2 separate regions of the Pan troglodytes genome follow, and region 2 is linked to region 1. The links are chromatin contacts, called in public HiChIP or PLAC-seq maps. All regions are on one chromosome and are shown on one strand. The core of a region is the stretch at or near the end of the contact, and the rest is flanking DNA. Distances in the headings are between cores, read along the strand shown.

Region 1 (6,094 bases), core at 1,897-4,396:
AACATTGTATAAAGAGCATTACATGCATTATTTTATTTAATAGAAAATCTCTGGCTGGGCATAGTGGCTCACGCCTGTAATCCCAGCACTTTGGGAGGCTGAGGTGGGCAGATCACTTGAGGTCAGGAGTTCAAGACCAGCCTGGCCAACATGGTGAAACGCTGTCTCTACTAAAAATGCAAAAATTAGCCAGGCATGGTGGCTGACGCCTGTAATCCCAGCTACTTGGGAGGCTGAGGCAGGAGAATGACTTGAATCTGGGAGGCAGAGGTTTTACTGAGCCAAGATCACGCCATTGCACACCAGCCTGAGCGACAAGAGTGAAACTCTATCTCAAAACAAAACAAAACAAAACAAAACAAAAGGAAAGAAAATTTCTGTAAAAGGGAAACTAAAACTTCCCCACCTCAGCCTCCAAAGTAGCTGCTACTACAGGTGCACGTCACCACACCTAGCTAATGTTCTAATCTTTTGTAGAGACAGAGACTCACCATGTTGCCCAGGCTAGTCCCGTACTCCAGGCACCAAACAATCCTCCTGCCTTGGTGTCTCAACATGCTAGGGGCCATAGGCATGAGCCACCTTGCCCAGTCAGCTCCTAAGAACTTAAGCTAAGTGCCCAATATCACATGCTTAGTAAGATGCAGAACTCAAACCTCCATGACTAATTCTGGAGCCCTGGTCTTAACCAGTGTGCTGTCCCTGTGAAAGTACATGTCTTGGCCAGGTGCAGTGGCTCACACCTGTAATCCCCGTACTTTGGGAGACTGAGGCAGGAGGGTGGCTTGAGACCAGGAGTTTTGAGACCAGCGTGGGCAACATAACAAAGTCCCATCTTTACAAAAAGAAAAATCTTAAAAATTAGCCTGGTATGGTTGTGTGAACATATAGTCCCAGATGCTTGGGAGGCTGAAGAGGGAGGATTGTTTGAGCCCAGGAGGTTGAGGCTGCAGTGAGCTATGATAGCGCCCCTGTACTCCAGCCTGGTTAACAGAGTGAGATCCTGTGTCGAAAACAACAACAGAAAAGCATGTCCTGACATAATAATGAAATGAAATGTGTGAACCTTGATTGGATTCTGGTTACTGAAAAAGAAAAAGCAGCAGCTGGGCCAGGCACAGTGGTGTATGCCTGTTATCCAAGCTACCTGGGAGGCTGAGGTGGGAGGATTGCTTGAACTCAGGAGTGTGAATCCAGCCTGGGCAACATAGCAAGACTCCATCTCAAAAACAAAACAAAACAAAATAAAACAAAAAAAGCAGCTAAAAAAGACATTTTGGAAACAACTTTTTGCCATAGATTGGTTATTAGTAAACATGGAATTACTATTAGTTGTGTGTAATATTGATATTGTGGTTATGAAAGAAAATATAAAATATCCTTATTTTAGGCAACAAAGTATCTAGGAATGAAGCTTCATATTGTCTTCAATTTACTCTCAAGTGGTTCAGTTAAAAAATGGCCAGGCACGGTGGCTCACACCTGTAATCCCAGCACTTTGGGAGGCCAAGGCAGGCGGATCACAAGGTCAGGAGATCGAGACCATCCTGGCTAACACAGTGAAACCCCGTCTCTACTAAAAATACAAAAATTAGCTGGGTGTGGTGGCGGGCGCCTGTAGTCCCAGACACTGGGGAGACTGAGGCAGGAGAATGGCGTGAACCCAGGACGCAGAGCTTGCAGTGAGCCGAGATAGCGCCACTGCACTCCATCCAGCCTGAAGACAGAGCGGGACTCCATCTCAAAAAAAAAGTATGCGAACACACACACCCACACACAGAGCAACCAAGACAAAAAATGAACAACTAATGAATCAAGTGTGAGGGGTACATGGATGTTCATTGTATTAATCTTTCAACATTTCTGTAGGCTTGAAATTTTTCAAAATAAAATGCAGAGAAGAAAATTTGCACGTCTAGAAAAGCCTTGTGATAAATAATTCATAGAATCTCAGGATTATGAGACCAGCCTGGGCAACATAGTGAGACCTTGTCTCTACGAGAAAAAAAAGAAAAAGAAAAAAGAAGATCACGTGGAGTCTTAGACCATCTCTTCCTTCACTAACATTTGAGTAGTTTTATCTCACACATCCTAAACTGGATCACACTATACTCAATGTACAAATAAGCATTAGAATGTATGAAAGTGGGCAAGACGCGGTGGCTAAACTTGTAATCCCAGCACTTTGGGAGGCCGAGGCGGGCGAGTCACCTGACCTCAGGAGTTCCAGACCAGCCTGACCAACATGGCTAAACCCTGTCTCTACTAAAAATACAAAAATAGTCAGGCATGGTGGCACGCGCCTGTAATCCTAGCTACTCAGGGGGCTGAGGCAGGAGAATGGCTTGAACCTGGGAGCCGAGATTGCACCACTGCATTCCAGCCTGGGCGACAGAGAGAGACTCCGTCTCCGCCGCCCCACCAAAAAAATGTATGAGTGTATATATTCTAACTGATATCAAAGTTCTCTCCGGGAGCTGGTAACAGAAAATTTCTTTCCTTGTTTGCTTACATTTTTACAATCATGAGCTTTTTAGAAAATGTCATTGAAGTTTTCTCTTTTTGAAATTCAATTTTAAAAGAAACAAGGGCCCAGTGGCTCACGCCTGTAATCTCAGTACTTTGAGAGGCTGAGGTGGGAGAACTGGCCAGGAGGCCAAGAGTTCGAGGCTGCAGTGAGCCGAGGTCGTGCTAGGGCACTCCAGCGTGGGCGACAGAGCGAGACTCTGTCTTAATAAACAAACGCCGTAAGCATTCCGAACTGCTTTGTTTCCCATTGGAGAAATCTGTAAATATGTCATGGAAATTGGAATCTTTATTCTGCTCCTGTCCCTCTGCTGGCGGAGTAGGATTTTACCGCTGGTTCTACCTAGGCGTAGAGCTGTGTCTGCAAACAACCAGGCAAGACCGAAAAAAGTTAATGTTCTTAAAATATGCAAGTGGAGCCTGAAAATAGTTAAATTCTTGGACTAGGAAGGCATCCTTAAATGCTCAAGTCTCTGGGTAAGAGCGCACCGAGCGGCTGCGGCCAGAAGCCCCAGGAACCGAGGTGGTTCAGGCGGTAGCCACCGCCCACAGTCCAGGTCTTCTGGGCCGGCACACCCCTCCCACCATCCCAGCCAATCGGAGCTAAGGGGGCGGGGATCGGGCCAGCCGGAGGCGGGGCGGACGCAGGAGGGGGTGTGTCTGGGGAGGGGCCTGGCAGGTCCCAGAAGGTGGCGAGTTTCGCGGCCAGAGGCTTACAGGTCCAGGTGGAGAGGCCGGGCTGGCCAGGGCTTCGGCCTCCGGCGTCGGGAAATGGCGGCGGGGGGCAGGATGGAGGACGTGAGTGCACGGAGGCGGCGGGCGGTTGGCCCCGGAATCCGCTTTTTCTTGTGCCGGGGCGCACGGGGCGGAGACTCAGAGAGGGAAGCCACCCTTGGCGACTGCGGCCGCGGCCGAAGGGGGCGCCGCCTGTGCCGGGGAGGCCTGGGCGCGGGGCTGTGGGAGGGCGCCAGGCGGCTGTGGGATCCGCGACACGTTGGCTCCGGGCTAATTTTCCCAGTGGAGGCTGGGGTGGGCTCCTGGGCGGTGGGCGCGCGGCCCCCGGGTGTCCCAGGCTGGCGCCCAGCCCACGCGCGGGGTACGTCTTTGATCCCGGAACTGGCAGCTTCACGTGATGCGCGCCTGGCCTGACAACCCTTCCTCCCCGCGAGTCTCCGGGAGCCGGGCCGATGGGTTCCGCTCGGATGTCCCAGGGGCACAGGGGGCGAATCTCCCTTCCTGGTGAGGTCCCTTGCCTTGGCTCTAGAGGCTGTGGACTTGGAGTGACAACGACGCTCGGGCCGGGCGCCAGCGTCCCGCAGACCTGTCGCTATCATGGCCTGGAAACCCACACGAGAGAAAAAGTGTCATGTGTTGTTTTGAATCTAGCATGGTAGGAATGCAAAGGTTTTTAAATCTTTGATAGATTCAAACCAGATTACCAAAAAAACAAAACAAAACAAAACAAAAAACCAGTGGCCTAGTTTACAGCGTGTATAGTACAGAATGGTAGCATAATTACAAAAACCTTATTTCTTTGCTTCAGTATCGTAAGATGTTTTTAGGGGAACCATGTATGTATGCTGAGAATTAACTGGATTTTCCACTGGCAAGTAATAAAATTTTTGCTCTTGAGAAATGCAAAGTTGACAGTTACATTAAAGCACTAATTTGGGTTAATAAGTTAGTAGAAATATTACTGTGATCCTATCACTGAATGAACTGCATCAGGAAAAGGAAGAGAAACATGAAACAGTTCCAGCATTACGGTAGCTTAGATTCTTGTGCAGTAACCAGTTAAATAATCTTGATGAAATAAAGACCAAACAATTTCTAATGAAACTAAAATTTTCTATTTTTTCCAGTTGAGAAAATGGAAAATTAACTGTAAGACCTGTAAGTAGATTTGAGACTCATATATATTTAAAGCAAAATTCATTGTTTCTGAGTTTTTAAGGCTGAGCTTCATGAGCTGACAATGTACGGAAAAAAACGAATATGTAAGAGGGAAATGAGAGTCTCTTAGAAAAACACGTGCAGTAAGTGCTTCTTGGTTGATGCTAAGCTGCTCTGGCGTTCTTGGATCTGTAGCTTTTAGCTTTAGGATGCATATAGTACTAGAAATCTGCTTCCTCAAACACTGGAGCCTGGGGATGGTCTGGGAGGCTCATGCCTGTAATCCCAGCACTTTGGGAGGCCGAGGCAGGCAGATAACCTGAGGTCAGGAGTTTGAGACCAGCCTGGCCAACATGGCAGGACCCCGTCTCCACTAAAAATACAAAAATTAGCCAGGTGGGGTGGTGGGGGCATGTAATCCCAGATACTGGGGAGGCAGGAGAATCGCTTGAACCCGGAAGGCAGAGGTTGCAGTGAGCCAAGATCGCATCATTGCACTCCAGCTGGGGCAACAGAGCGACAGAGCGAGACTCTGTCTCAAAAATAAAAATAAATAAAAATTAATTAGAGATTAATGTTTTGCTACCAACCACATATTGGAGTCACTTTAGATCTGAGTAAGTTGCCTGCTTTTGGTATTTTGTAAACATGATTTCTAGCCTTCAGGAAAAAGCTAAAAATTTTGGACCATGCCTTAGTTACAGACACTTAAATGAGTTGAGTCAAAGACTTTGTGTTAGTAAGGATTCATTGTTTGCAGGCAGTGAAACCAACTCTGGCTAATTTAAGAAAAAGATTTATTCGAAAGGCTATAGGGTGAGTATATGCCAAGGCCTCTGAAAGGACCCAAACAAGGGCATCTCAAGGCATTGAAGTGACAGGAGTCCTTTCAGGGTCTACCCTGGAATGAATCTGCCTAAATCATGATCTTTCTTCTTTTTTTGTGATGGAGTTTCACCCTTGTTGCCCAGGTTGGAGTGCAATGGTACGATCTCGGCTCACTGCAACCTCTGCCTCCCGGGTTCAAGTGATTCTCCTGCCTCAGCCTCCCAAATAGCTGGGATTACAGGCATGCACCACCACACCTGGCTAATTTTGTATTTTTAGTAGAGACGGGATTTCTCCATTTTGGTCAGGCTGGTCTCAGGTGATCCATCTGCCTTGGCCTCCCAAAGTGCTGGGATTACAGGCGTGAGCCACCGTGCCCGGCCTCATGATCTTTCTTTTACTGCTCATGGAAAGAGTTGGATTCACCCAACTGTTTTTTGTTCCATGACCACTCCTAGAGCAGAGGAGGAGGAAGGGTATTGAAGGATGGTTCCACTAAGACTTAATGCAGAAGTAGACAGTGGGTCCTCAAAGGAAATAGAGTTACTGTCACAGAAGAGGGAAGAGATACCATGTGGGCAAAAACAACAGACATCTTCTACAGGTGGTAATGTAGTTAATAATGGAAATGAAAAAATCATTTGGATTCAGGAGTCCTCTTCCCCTCACCCTTCACTTGCAGATGGTGAGTTAATAGAATGGCTGGGTGCTGTTTGTATGGTTACACTGCATATTTCCTATAGGATTCAATGGAAAGTAAATACTCCTAAGTGACATAGAGAAGAACCATATTATAGTCCCCAACTCCTTCAGTGTAGTTAGGAAAAACAAAAGATACACCCATGAA
Region 2 (6,094 bases), core at 2,327-4,826, 220 kb before region 1:
CTAGTCCTGTCCTGTGACCTTGGGCAAATTAGGTAACCTCTCTGTGATGCAGTTTTATCAGCAGCAAAAATTAAAACAGTAGGTCTTCCAATGAGTCCAAGAGACAATGCATATAAAGCGCTTAGTTAGCACAGGAGCTGGCATGTAATAGCTACAAGAAACTAACAATTATTGGGCACTTTCTGTGCCAAGAACTGTGTTCAAAGCATGCCACCTGCTCTCTACATTTTCACTTTAATCCTTACCACACCTTCGTGAGGTAGGTATTATTTTATCGCCATTTTATAGATAAAATAACTGAGGTTTAGAAAGATTAAGCAACTTGCCCAAAGTCTAATGCTTAATGTTAAGTTAATGCTTAACTTAACAAATGCTAAGTGGGGAAGCCCATGCAGTCATCCATTATATTACACTATAATTATAAATAAAACCCATAATAAGCATTAGAGTACAAGGAGAATAATTCCTACAGTTTACCTAAGCCCTATGAAAAGGTATTCCACATGAGTTGTCTTTATCTTCTTATTTCCTGTTTATATTCTAGCAACTGCAATCTGCGTTCTATTGTCATCACTGCACTGAACTTACTCTTACTAAAATCACTAAGGAGGCTGGGTGTGGTGGCTCACGCTGGTAATCCCAGCACTTTGGGAGGCTGAGGTGGGCAGACCACAAGGTCAGGAGTTCCAGACCAGTCTGGCCAATATGGTGAAACAGCTCCACCAAAAAAATACAAAAAAATTAGCCGGGTGTGGTGGCGCATGCCTGTAATCCCAGCTACTGGGGAGGCTGAGGCAGGAGAATTGGTTGAACCCGGGAGGCTGAGGTTGCAGCGAGCCGAGATCACGACACTGCATTCCAGCCTGGGCGAGAGTGAGACTCCGTCTCAAAAAAAAAAAAAAAAAAAATCGCTATGGATCTCCAGCTGCCAAATCCAATAAACCTTTTTTTTTTTTTTTTGGAGTTTATTTGACTAATCTGGAAGATTTGATACTTCTCTTCTTGAAATACCGCCTTTCCTTGGTTCTTGGAACTCAAATGCATTCACTCTGACAAGTATTGTGCATTCATTGTGCTAGCTGGTGCCCTTACCCCTGAGTTCACAAAACATAAAATTTAGTGAGGAATAACAACTAGTGTCCAAACCATCAAAAATTATGTGATAAGAACAATAAAGGGGGGAATACACAGTGCTATAAACTTCTAGAGAAAGGTGCTATCTAAACTGAGACCTAGAACAGGAGAGGGAGGTGACAAATTAAAAAATAGAGTGAGGGAGAGAGGGTCAAAGGAGGGGTTTTGCATAGAGAGAACAGCAACTCCAAAGACTCAACCAGGAGATTAGAAAGAATATGAGAATTGAAGCTGGAAAGTTTCCCAGTAAACTTCCCAGACGATTCCAGATTGTCTTGGGTGATCTTAACTATTTTCTGTTTTAAAAATATGCTGATATCCATCATCTCTATCTCTAGCCCTCTCCCCTAAACTCCAGGATCTAATTATCCAAGTTTACTGGTCATATCCAGTCAGAGAGTTCAGAGGCACATGAACTCACTCAACAGGTCCAAAGGTTCAGTATGTGCTCCTCACAACCCCCGCCCAAATACTAGGCCGCCTCTAATGCCTAATTCTCAGACATAACGTTTTAAGTCTCTCCCATTCTGCTGCCTTAAGTCTTCAAACTCTTACCCAATTTAGAAACACTTGGTTTAGTTAACATTCAGGAATTTACTTTTCACAAAGGAGTGAGGGAATGGATATACTGTTGCTAACTGAACAAGGAATTAAAGAGGAGAGGGGAGACAAGGTCTTGGAAAATTGAATTTCCTTTTCCTTTACTCATTCTTGGGCAACCTAAATGACTGGAAGCCTGTTCTGGAGCAGGTTGACTAGATAAAATTTAGTTATTTGTGGATTCTCAGAAACCTTGAAGTTCAGCTGTCAGCCTGTCTCTGTCCTTTGGCACTTTAACACGGATTTCACCAGCTCCTTCATTTTCTGGACTTGCCCTGCCTCCAAGCTTGCCCTTCTTAAACCTTGTTTCTAAGATGCAATGCCACGATCTATATAAATTTAAACATCAGAGATAACCTCCTTAAAACACTCAAAGTTCAAGGGAGTGCTTGCCCTAAGCATAAAGATCAAGCCCCGCTGTGATTGATGCACACGAGGCCCTTCCAGACTTCTTCACTCTTCATTTCCTACATTCTCGCCATCCTACACTTCACATTTTTGCAGTATCTGATCACTCATGGTTGCTAGTGCTTCATTCCTCTCTGCCCACGGAAATACCGTTCCCTTACAGGTGATGTCCTCCCATCCAACTCCTAGTCATCCTTCAGTAACCTCCTCTCGGACGCCCTTCCCAACGCCACTACTCCCAAAGCATACTACATCTTACCTCCTTCTAGTGTTTCCTGCTTTTGTATAACTTTCGCCAGCCTATCACCCTGTGCTGCAACTGTCTTCTACGTCCTGTCTCCCGAAGACAACACATTTTAAAGGGCAAGAAACATGCCCTAGCCTAGTTCCATCACTTAAGAATTTCACTCCGTTTTCATCCTTTCTAGCACGTACCTTAGCCTAGGCCCACCTTCACTCCAGTCTCCTTCCGCCCCCTCTCGGGTACCACTGCCAGCGTCCCGCCCAGCGCGTGCATCCGCACCCCGAACCCGCTTCCCTCGATCTCACGGAGCACCGGGTAGGAGCCCGCCTGCTCCCCCTTCCTCGCTCATGAGCCACTCCTCCAACCCCCTCACCTGAACGGCCGCGAGATGACTGCCGGCCACCGACACCGAGGACTCGCCAGGTGTTCCAGCCTCGGAACCTGCCTCGCCTGGCTGGGGGGTGGAGCCGGGTGGGCCAGGCGGTCCGTCCTGTCGTTATTGGCCTGCGAGGGCTCCCGCCCCGCCTTCTCGGCACGGTGATTGGTCTGTGCAGTTGCCGACATCGTGTGACTCGCGCGAACGAGCTCCTGGCGGTCCCAGCCATTTGCTCCGCGGATGGAGTGAGGATAGTGAGACCTGCAGGGCCAGCCAATGGTCGGCACCGCGGAGCGCCCGGAGGCGGGGAAGCGTGAGTGCGCGTCACGGCGTGAGGGGGCGGGCACAGACGGATGGCCGCCTCGCCCTGCCGCGCGGAGTCGTCTTGGCAACTGCGTTCCCGGCAGATTCCCAGTGAGAGCCTGCGCTGTGCGGGGGAAAGTGTCGCGCCAGCCGCAGTCCCAGGACTTTTATTTCAAATGTGACCTGTGTAGCAACCGCAGCTCCCAAACCCGGGAAGAAAAGAGTATAGATGAGTCTTAAAATCTATGTTGACTGTTTTGTGTTTCCAGACACCCTTGCCTTCCTTTTTCTGGTCTACCATTTAGATTTAGATCTTTCGTCTCCCTTGTTTCCCCAGCCTACGTATCCTTTAATAAATCCCTGCATTTTGAAACGGAGAATTTCAAATGCGATTATCGTCATTTTGCAGATGAGAAGTAGAGGCTGGGAAAGATTTAAAAAGATTGAACATCAAGGGAGAGTTCGGCTCCCAGGACCTTGACCTCGCTACATGGGCTGAGAACGCCCAGGTGTTGTTGCAATTGTTGTGCTGGACGATGAGTGCCCGGGGGCGGGGGCGGGGGCTTGACGCAGGTCTTTGCAGCTCTAAAGCTCAGTTTACACCATCTCTCAACATTAAAATATTGTGTACTGGGGTTTCATAATAAAACTGTACAGATGTGATAATATACTAAAACTTTCACTTAACGGAAGAGGTGCCTTTAAAGAAAAAACCGCACAGGGGCATCATTTGGGCTAGTGAAGGCCCTTTTTCCTCCTTCTTTATTAAGGTATAATTGACAAAAATTGTGTTTACGGCGTACACATGATGTTTTGATTATGTGTATATTGTGTCAAATATATACAGCTTCTGAAAACAGAATACTATTGTTTCATTCCTCCATGCTTTTGCTCAAACTGGCCCTTCTGCCTGGAATAATCAGCCATCTCCATGCCGCCCCATCAATTCAGGTACTATCTCCTTGAGGAAGTTCCCTCTTGAAAAGTGTCTTTTTTAGATTCAGTGTGACCTGTACTTATTCGTCTATCCCTCATGTTTGGCACACACATTCTTTGTAAAGTATCATCACAGAGGTCACGTCAAATGAAAAGAAATGGCATCTGTCCCTTGGTTGTCAGGGTCAGCCCTGTCTTTAGGATGCCTTTACAGTGGTGTCTGAAACCGTCCCTATATACTTTATGAAATTAATCTGGGAAAAAGGGGTGGGGGGAACGAAATTAAACCAAGCTTGCAGCACACTGAGGATTAATAATTAGGTCAGCTTGCTGTCTGACCCCTTCCTCATAATTGTTTGCCTATTGCTTCAGAATCATGTAGACTCTGTTACAAGGTTATAGTTTCCCCTAACTGCTCTATAGACAACAACTTGAACATTATGAAACGTTAAGTTTGTGCTTTGAGATAACCTTTCAGGTCCTTCATACTGATGAAACTACTGACTCAGCTGGTCTGACAAGGAGCTGACTCACCAAAGAATGCAGTTCCCACATCCTGATGGTTTCATTCCCCCTTACCCCAGCCAATCGAGGACCCTAATTTTCCAGCCCATTGCCCTCCAGGATCCCCTTAAAAGCCCCAGCACAGAACTCCTCGGAGAGATGAATTTGAGGGTCTCCTCCCATCTCCTCTCGGCACCCTGCCATCACTAAACTTTCTCTGCTGCAAACCCTGCTGTCTCAGCGTATACTGTGCAGTGGGCATATGAATCTGTTGGTCCTGTAGTGGATGCTGTGGCACACCACCCAGATCCCCCTCTTCAAGACCTAAGCAGGCATTCCTCCAGCTGCTGAGTACTGCCAAAGAGAAGCACCTCTCCCCACGGGTATACCCCCTTTCTAGGCAACAGCTAGTCAAGTAACTGGTTGAAACGTATAAAATCCCCTAAACCAATGTAGGGCTACTTTGCTTGGCCATCCCAGCTCCAGAGCTCCCCATCCTATTGGTTGTGTGATGACTGCACTGCCACCCAACTTTTCTCTCTGCCCAAACCTGCCATCCTCTATCAGGTGAGCATCAATAGCACACACTATCGGGCCACACTTACTAGGCTTGGCATTTTATTAGCAGTGGATAAGTTACTTCTCTGTCTTATCTGGTACTTCTGTAAAATAATAATACCTACACCTCGAAGAGTTATTTATGATGATTACATGAGATAACATATGTAAAGCCCTTTGCAGAGTCTCTGGCATACAAGATATGATCAGTAAATGTCAGCAATTATTTCTGATTTGGAATTCTACCACAGTATTACATTTTCTAAATCAGAGCAGGCGTAGGTGTATGGAGGGGTCAGATTATTTTAAACCTTAAAGGCTTAGAGCTGGAAAAAAATGCTGATGCAGCAGCTCAACTCACTTATTTCCCTACAATGAAGACTAACGGGGGGCTCAGGGAACAATAGCTGTAATTTATTGAGGGCCCGCTGGATTTCAAGCATATTAACATGCATCATTTCTTTCAAACGCAACAACCTTGTGACACAGACACTACTATTGCCATTTTAAAAACAAAATAAGGATTAGAGGTTAAGTAATGTGTTGAAAGTCACAGCTAGCAATTGATAGAGGGAGCTGCAAACCCAGAACCCTTCTGTTTCTATGCCCATGGGCTTTCCAATATACCACATGGCTTTTTTCCTTAAAGCCAGGATTAGAACCCCAGAATCTTGACTCAAAATATAGTTCCATTCTCCAGCGTAGCCTCCTCTCCAAAATGAGACACTGGCAGCCATGGAAGTCAGTAGGAGGCAGTTTGCTTAAGACAAAACTAAACCAAGATGGTGTCAGCACACTGCTATGTAATTTCATGTGACCCTTTTACACCTCATAAAGTTAAGTCTCATAACGCATCAGCAGTTAGGATTACAAATACCTGGGTTCTTATGCTGTAAGGAACGATAAAGAGATAATAAATACCAGGAATCATACACCAGACTCCGTAAGAAACAGGGAAAGAACTGATAGTCTTCTGACAGTAAATACACCATCCGCTTTAACCATAGTCATCACTGCTTTCAGCCAAGAAG

Evidence for each region. HiChIP or PLAC-seq counts read pairs in DNA pulled down with a chosen protein or histone mark.
Region 2: an H3K4me3 HiChIP or PLAC-seq map of stem cell-derived excitatory neurons shows a contact between it and region 1, with 4 times the contacts expected there. The contact joins the promoter of MSMO1 here to the promoter of TMEM192 in region 1. A contact is called at or near these places in 3 of 7 Hi-C or Micro-C datasets (induced pluripotent stem cells and stem cell-derived neural progenitor cells) and 1 of 1 datasets of contacts at active chromatin or transcription factors (stem cell-derived excitatory neurons).

Annotation. Positions count from the first base shown.
Region 1 is chr3:166,749,188-166,755,281 of NHGRI_mPanTro3-v2.0_pri, reverse strand. TMEM192 (transmembrane protein 192) reads left to right here and starts at 3,146. Exons shown (of 6, transcript XM_526719.9): 1 at 3,146-3,324. The coding sequence starts at 3,298.
Region 2 is chr3:166,965,026-166,971,119 of NHGRI_mPanTro3-v2.0_pri, reverse strand. It overlaps MSMO1 (methylsterol monooxygenase 1), which reads right to left and starts at 3,576. Exons shown (of 6, transcript XM_003310562.7): 1 at 2,760-3,576.